Regions from separate parts of the Lactuca sativa genome. Here region 1 is linked to region 2. A link is a contact called in public Hi-C data. All regions are on one chromosome and are shown on one strand. Each heading gives the region's core, a stretch centred on a gene start, on an enhancer-like site or on the middle of the called end of the contact. The rest is flanking DNA. Distances are from core to core; before and after follow the strand shown.

The links. Hi-C and Micro-C count contacts between places; a contact is called where the count stands out from the background.
Region 1: a contact with region 2 is called in a Hi-C map of leaf, with 7 times the contacts expected there. The contact joins the promoter of LOC111910554 here to the promoter of LOC111910552 in region 2. A contact is called at or near these places in 3 of 4 Hi-C or Micro-C datasets (bud, leaf and seed).

What each region holds. Positions count from the first base shown.
Region 1 is chr5:19,365,706-19,369,041 of Lsat_Salinas_v11, reverse strand. LOC111910554 reads left to right here and starts at 1,354. Exons shown (of 3, transcript XM_023906396.3): 1 at 1,354-1,511; 2 at 1,866-1,899; 3 at 2,030-3,336. The coding sequence starts at 2,036. The coding sequence ends at 3,220.
Region 2 is chr5:19,137,784-19,141,150 of Lsat_Salinas_v11, reverse strand. LOC111910552 (40S ribosomal protein S8) reads left to right here and starts at 1,856. Exons shown (of 5, transcript XM_023906388.3): 1 at 1,856-2,011; 2 at 2,129-2,201; 3 at 2,414-2,750; 4 at 2,821-2,990; 5 at 3,070-3,309. The coding sequence starts at 2,008. The coding sequence ends at 3,151.

The sequences.
Region 1 (3,336 bases), core at 105-2,604, 230 kb before region 2:
AGTATGTTTCTTTTATAAAGTTTCATTCGGATACTAGTATTTACTTTTATTAACCATATTCTTTTATTTAATTATATGTATAGTCAAAACATAACAGCTTCTTTTTAAAAAGCAATATTTTCTATGGAACCCTTTCAACTGAAAAGACTTTTATATATATATATATATATATATATATATATATATATATATATATATATATATATATATATATATATATATATATTGTCATTGTTGCTTCATTTATTTGTCTTTAATACAACTAGATTAATAATTTAAGACTACATAAACATAATATACTTTCTTTACAAGGGAAATTATAAGAAAAAATATATTTTCTTAAACGTTTCACTTTAGTTCCACCAAAAAAAAATTTGAACAGAAAAGTGATGACTACTTGATTTTAAATGATAATACTTCATTTATTATTAAAAAAATAATTTTTTTGTTAATTTGAACCAAAATGAAATAATCAAGATTTTTATACTCAATTTTTTTTATTAAAATGAAACTTTTCTAAAAATAGAGTAAATTACACGAATAGTCCCTATGGTTTAGTGTAATTTGTGTGTTTGATCAATAACTTATTCTTTTTTATCTCGGACGGTCCCTATTGTTTGTTTTTGTTACGCGTTTGGTCACTATCTTACCTAAAAAGACTATTTTGCCTTTGATTTTTTAATTTGTTTACATAAACACACCCCCAACCACACTCTCATCAATTTACCTTACCTACCCTATCAATTTTTTTCTATTTAAATAATAGTCTTTTTAGGTAAGACAATGATCAAACACGTAACAAAAACAAACAGTAGTGACTAAATACATAACAAAAGCAAATAATATGGACCTTTCGAGTTAAAAAAATAAATTAAGGACCAAACATGCAAATTACCTCAAACTGTAGGGAGCATTCATGTAATTTACTCCTAAAAATATTGGAACTTTTCCGACCACTATTCTTTACAACATAGAAGTGTACTTAAATATACAATTTACCGAAAATCATTATGCAATTTTTTTTTTGGTAAAAAAACCTCATAACAAAATCCAAAAGATAAATAAAATACTTTGATATTCTAAAAAAACTATAGTTAAACTTTACATCCATTTATTTTCAACAAATTCTTAACATGAAAAGAAAAAAACACAAGAAATAATGTTTTTAATTTGCTTTTATAATTTACAGAAAGCATCAGTCATGTGTAGTTTAAATTAAAGTTAGATTTGTTCAAGATAAGAAATAAACACTAAATTTTTTTAAAAATAAAAATAAAATATCTCCAACGTTTTAATCACTTCTATTATTGAAAGATAAAATATTAGAAAATCCGCACCAAGTTATAAAACTGGGGACACACGGATGCAGAAGCTTTCACAGATTACACAGTCTTCAAAAACCCAAGTTACTTTCCCTTCATCTCGCTTCTCGAACTTGATTGCGTGTAGATTTTCTGGGATCAAACCCCAACAATTCTACTCATATTTCTCGAATTTGGTGTTAAAAGAAGGCAAGAAATGACCTAACTTTCCTTTTATATTTCACGCCTTTAAACTTTCCCTTTCTACTTTCTTAATTTCTTGGATTCTAGCGACTTTTCTCCCCATGAATCTTTAATCTTTGAATCCTGTTGTTATTGTTAATGTCTTCGCTTTCCCTTTTTACTCCATTAGATTCTTGATTTGGAGCTCTTCTTTGAGGTAAAGCAGATAACTTTCTTGAAAATCGAGTCTTATGTTGTCGTGGGTTTGTTTATAAATTGGAAATGAAACTTGGGTTGACTCAGTTAGCTCTTGACTTATTTTAGGAACTAGGGTTTGACATCAAAGATTTATTACGGTTCTTACTGTTTCACCTTTTTCAGGTGTGGTTTCTTGATTTGTTGTTTTCGACTTTTCGTACGTGAGTTTATGATATTTGCTTGAGTTCTTGATTCCCATGAAATATAGTTTAATAACTACGATTCCTATTCCATGAATTTGTTTAAGATTTATCTAATTTCTGCTGTGTCTTGATTTATTTGAGCAGGTTTTAATGGAGTCTCCTCAATCTGTCGTTTCACCATTCAAGAGCTCCTGTGTGTTTTCTGAACCTGAAAAACAGAATCTGGATCTTTTCCCAAAACACTCGACTTACGTAACCAAAAAACCCGAACCCGAACCATTTATTGGTGTTCTGGATGTTCACATTCATCAAGCTAGAGACATTCAGAACATCTGCATATACCATAAACAAGACGTTTATGCAAAAATCTGCATCACTTGTAATCCCGAAAAATCAGTCACTACTCAGACCATCAATGGAGGTGGAAAAAATCCAGTCTTTAACGAAACCCTTCGGATTAACGTTCCGACAATTGAATCTTCTCTGAAGTGCGAGATATATATGCTAAGCAGGGTGAGAAATTATCTTGAAGATCAGTTGCTAGGTTTTGCATTGATCCCTTTATCCGAAGTCCTCATCAAAAATGGAAAATTGGAAAACGAGTTCACTTTATCTTCCACCGATCTCTTCCACTCGCCTTCCGGTTTCGTTCACTTGTCGTTATCATACACCGGAGCTTCACCGGACGTGATCGCCATCCCGCCGCCACTTCCCGCGAAGGGAGCCGCCGACGACTCAGAATTAACCGAGTTCGACAAAATCGAATTCCCAGATCCTAAAATCGCAAACGAAAACCACATGATGGTGTCTGAGTATTTCGGTCTTAGCTCAGAGAGTTTGGTCTCATCCGACACTGATGATCAATTTGATGCACCGATTAAAACCCAAAAACCTGATTCACCCCCTTCTAGCGTTTCAACCAACGGTTCCCACTGTGCTTCCACTCACGTTCTAAGCCCCGAATCATCTGATGACTCTTCTAGAGACTCGAAATGTGCAAAACAAGAATACGATTCACATCTAAAGGAAAAACCGGCGGCAGGTGGTGATGGTGGTGGTGGTGCCGACAGTGATTCAGCAAGCGGCGGGGATCCGATAAAGAAGCCGGTGATGGCGGTGAACTTTGAGCTGGAGCAGAAAGTGGTGCAACAGGATTTTGTGGATTTGTATATGAAGAGTATGCAACAGTTTACAGAGTCGTTGGCTAAGATGAAGCTTCCATTGGATGTGGAAAAGGAGCGTACGGATTCTGGGAATTCAGGATCTGAGGAGAAGATACAGACACCGAACAGCACACAGTCACGCGTGTTCTATGGGAGTCGAGCTTTCTTCTAAATCGATTTCAACGTGATTCTGATTCACAGGTGATCTTTAGGGTTTTAGAATTTAAAGACTGAATCAATGATCAATACTGTTTTAGTTTACTTTCATATGTTGTTTCTCTTCTTAAT
Region 2 (3,367 bases), core at 607-3,106:
GCCATGTATGGCAGCGGTCAGAAAACCAATCCGGAAAATATATACCGTTAATGTGAGGGTAATTTGGTCTTTTCAGGTAGTAGGGATTGAATTTGTCACCATGGGTAAACCATATAGACCATTTATGTAATTTTGGCGGTGGTGGTGGTGGTGGTGATGGCAGATGGTGGGTGAGTTTATGATATTGGGTGGGTATTTTCTAATAAATAAAAACATTAATTTAAAACCAAAAAGAGAATGTTAAATCTGGTAAACCATAGGGACCAATCGTGTAATTTTGTCTAACAATAATAATAATAATGATGAGGGACCATTTTTGCCAAAAGAGTAAATACTAATAATATGTAATAAAATATGAGGGTTATGAAGAATTCAAACCAAAGTGAAAGGGTTGTTTGTGAACAAAAGTTTAAAAGTGAATGGTCAATGCTGTAAGTTGGAGGGCCAAAATTGACAAAAAGGTGCCACTTTCCTGTTAAAATCTTTCATAAGTTTAATATGTGTATATATATATATATATATATATATATATATATATATATATATATATATATATATATATATATATATATATATATGTTCAGGTTCATTTGATACAATTCTAATTTTGTGAGACCGTGAGACCAAATCTAAAAATAATTTTAAAATGCAAAATAAATAGAAAAATCCAATTTTTTTTAAATATTATTTTCGGAACTTGAATTAACTAAAAAAATAAAAAAATAAAAAAATCCAGTTTTTTTTTTTTTTAATACGTGAAATATTCTAATAGAATATTACACTGTACATATTCTAAAAAATAATTTTAAAATGCAAAATAAATGGAAAAATCTAAAAATTCTTTTTTTAAATATTATTTTCGGAAAAATACGTGAAATATTCTAATAGAATATTATACTGTACATATTCTAAAAAATAATTTTAAAATGCAAAATAAATGGAAAAATCCAAAATTTCTCTTTTTAAATATTATTTTCGGAACTTGAATTAACTAAAAAAAATAAAAAAATGTGTTTCACGGTCTCACAAAATTAGGCAGTCTCACATGAACTTAACCATATATATATATATATATATATATATATATATATATATATATATATATATATATATATATATATATATATATATATATATATATATATATATATATATATATATATATATATATATATATAGGGAAAAGTGAATATACCTAACAACCTTATATAAGCTTAGGTACCTAACCACATCATATTACGTAATTTTGTATTGTATTTGCATTGTAATCACCCAATGTTCTTAAAATTCAACCTCATAACTTGATTGCTTCCAAAATCTTTGGACTTTCACCGTTATCTTCCTTCAAATGACGTCTTTCTATCGGAGACCCCCTGATGGACTTCATATACTACCGTTACAAATCAAATGGTGTAGGAGGAATATAATAGTGAATGTCTGAAAATCTTGGAAGTAAATCAAGTTAAGGGTTGAAGTTTAAGAACCTTAGACGATTGCAATGGAAATATAATGCAAAACAATGTAGTATAATGTGGTTAGGTATCTAAGCTTATATAAGGTTGTTAGATATATTCACTTTACCCATATATATATATATATATATATATATATATATATATATATATATATATATATATATATATATCAAATTTTTAAAAGAAAAATCATCCTTTAAAATTTATAGGAAAACAATCTAAGGAATTTTGTCATAAGAAAAAAAAAAAAAAAAAAAACACGAGCAAACCAGAAAACATGGACTGGGCTTTGTTAAAGGTTGGATTGAGATTAATGGACCAAATATGTCATTGGCGAATGGCGGGTAAACTGTAAATTGGTTAAGAAAGATACATGAAATCTAACAAGGACAATGGGTTTTAATGTAAATAATCAAATCACGCCTTTAAGTTCTTCACTCCGCCAAACCCTAGTTTTCTTCCGTCATCTAGGGAGGCCGAGCTCGGAGGCGCGTCATAAACCCTAGAGGAGGATCCTCCGTCAACTGCAAATATGGGTACGCTTTCCATCTACCGAATCGATTTCAATAATCCAACTAGTTCGATCGACGAATTGTCTTCATTGCCGTGATGCTCACTTTGAAAACTTTTATGCGAAATCACTTCTATTGCAGGTATCTCTCGTGATTCCATGCACAAGAGACGTGCCACTGGTGGCAAGAAGAAGGCATGGAGAAAGAAGCGAAAGTAATCTTCCATCTGAACCCACTTTTTTTCTTCCTCAATTTTCATCTCTACGTCTACTATTTAGCCATTTAGGGCTTTTAATTATTGAGCACTTGACCTTCTTTCATGATATCATATATATATATATATTCAAATTTACTTTGCTCGATTAGATCATTTCTTATCGCCTATTGGGTTATTAGTTAAAAGTTCCATTTTTCTTTGTCATTAAGGTATGAGCTCGGAAGGCAGCCTGCCAACACCAAGATTTCCAGCAACAAAACCGTTCGTAGGGTGAGGGTTCGAGGTGGCAATGTGAAGTGGCGTGCCTTAAGGTTAGACACAGGTAACTACTCATGGGGTAGTGAGGCTGTGACACGAAAGACCCGTATCTTAGATGTCGTCTACAATGCATCCAACAACGAATTGGTCAGAACCCAAACATTAGTGAAGAGTGCAATCGTTCAGGTTGATGCTGCACCTTTCAAACAATGGTATCTTCAACACTATGGAGTCGACATTGGTCGCAAGAAGAAAACCCCTGCATCTGGTAACAAGAAAGAGGGAGAGGTAACGTATCCTTTTCACAATCAATCTCAAATTTCTGTACACACTTTGAATATGCAACTTTGATTCATAGGAAGCTGAAGGTGCTACTGAGGAAACCAAAAAGAGCAACCATGTCGTGAGGAAAATTGAAAAGCGTCAAGAGGAACGCAAACTTGAACAACATGTTGAAGAACAGTTCTCAAGTGGTCGTCTTTTAGCAGCAATTTCATCACGCCCTGGCCAGTGTGGTCGTGCTGATGGGTATAACTTTTGGGTCGCACTTTGACTATTTTACCCTTTTTGTGAAGCCATCTTATTGTTTGGTTTTGTGATGTGTTAGGTACATATTGGAGGGAAAAGAACTTGAGTTCTACATGAAGAAGCTTCAGAAAAAGAAAGGAAAGAGTGGTGCTACTGCTTAAACAATGTCAGTTTATGATCAAGTTTTCTTTAGGTTATCATGTCTTCTTTTATATATCATTTAATAGATTTGGACTCAAATTTTGTTTGACTTAATGAATGACTTAATGGATCATGTAAGTTCTACTACTGTTAATTCATTGACATGGTTCCATCTGTATGCACCAATTTTGTGAATTAGCAACAAACTTCACTTTTGCTACCAATATAGTCAATGT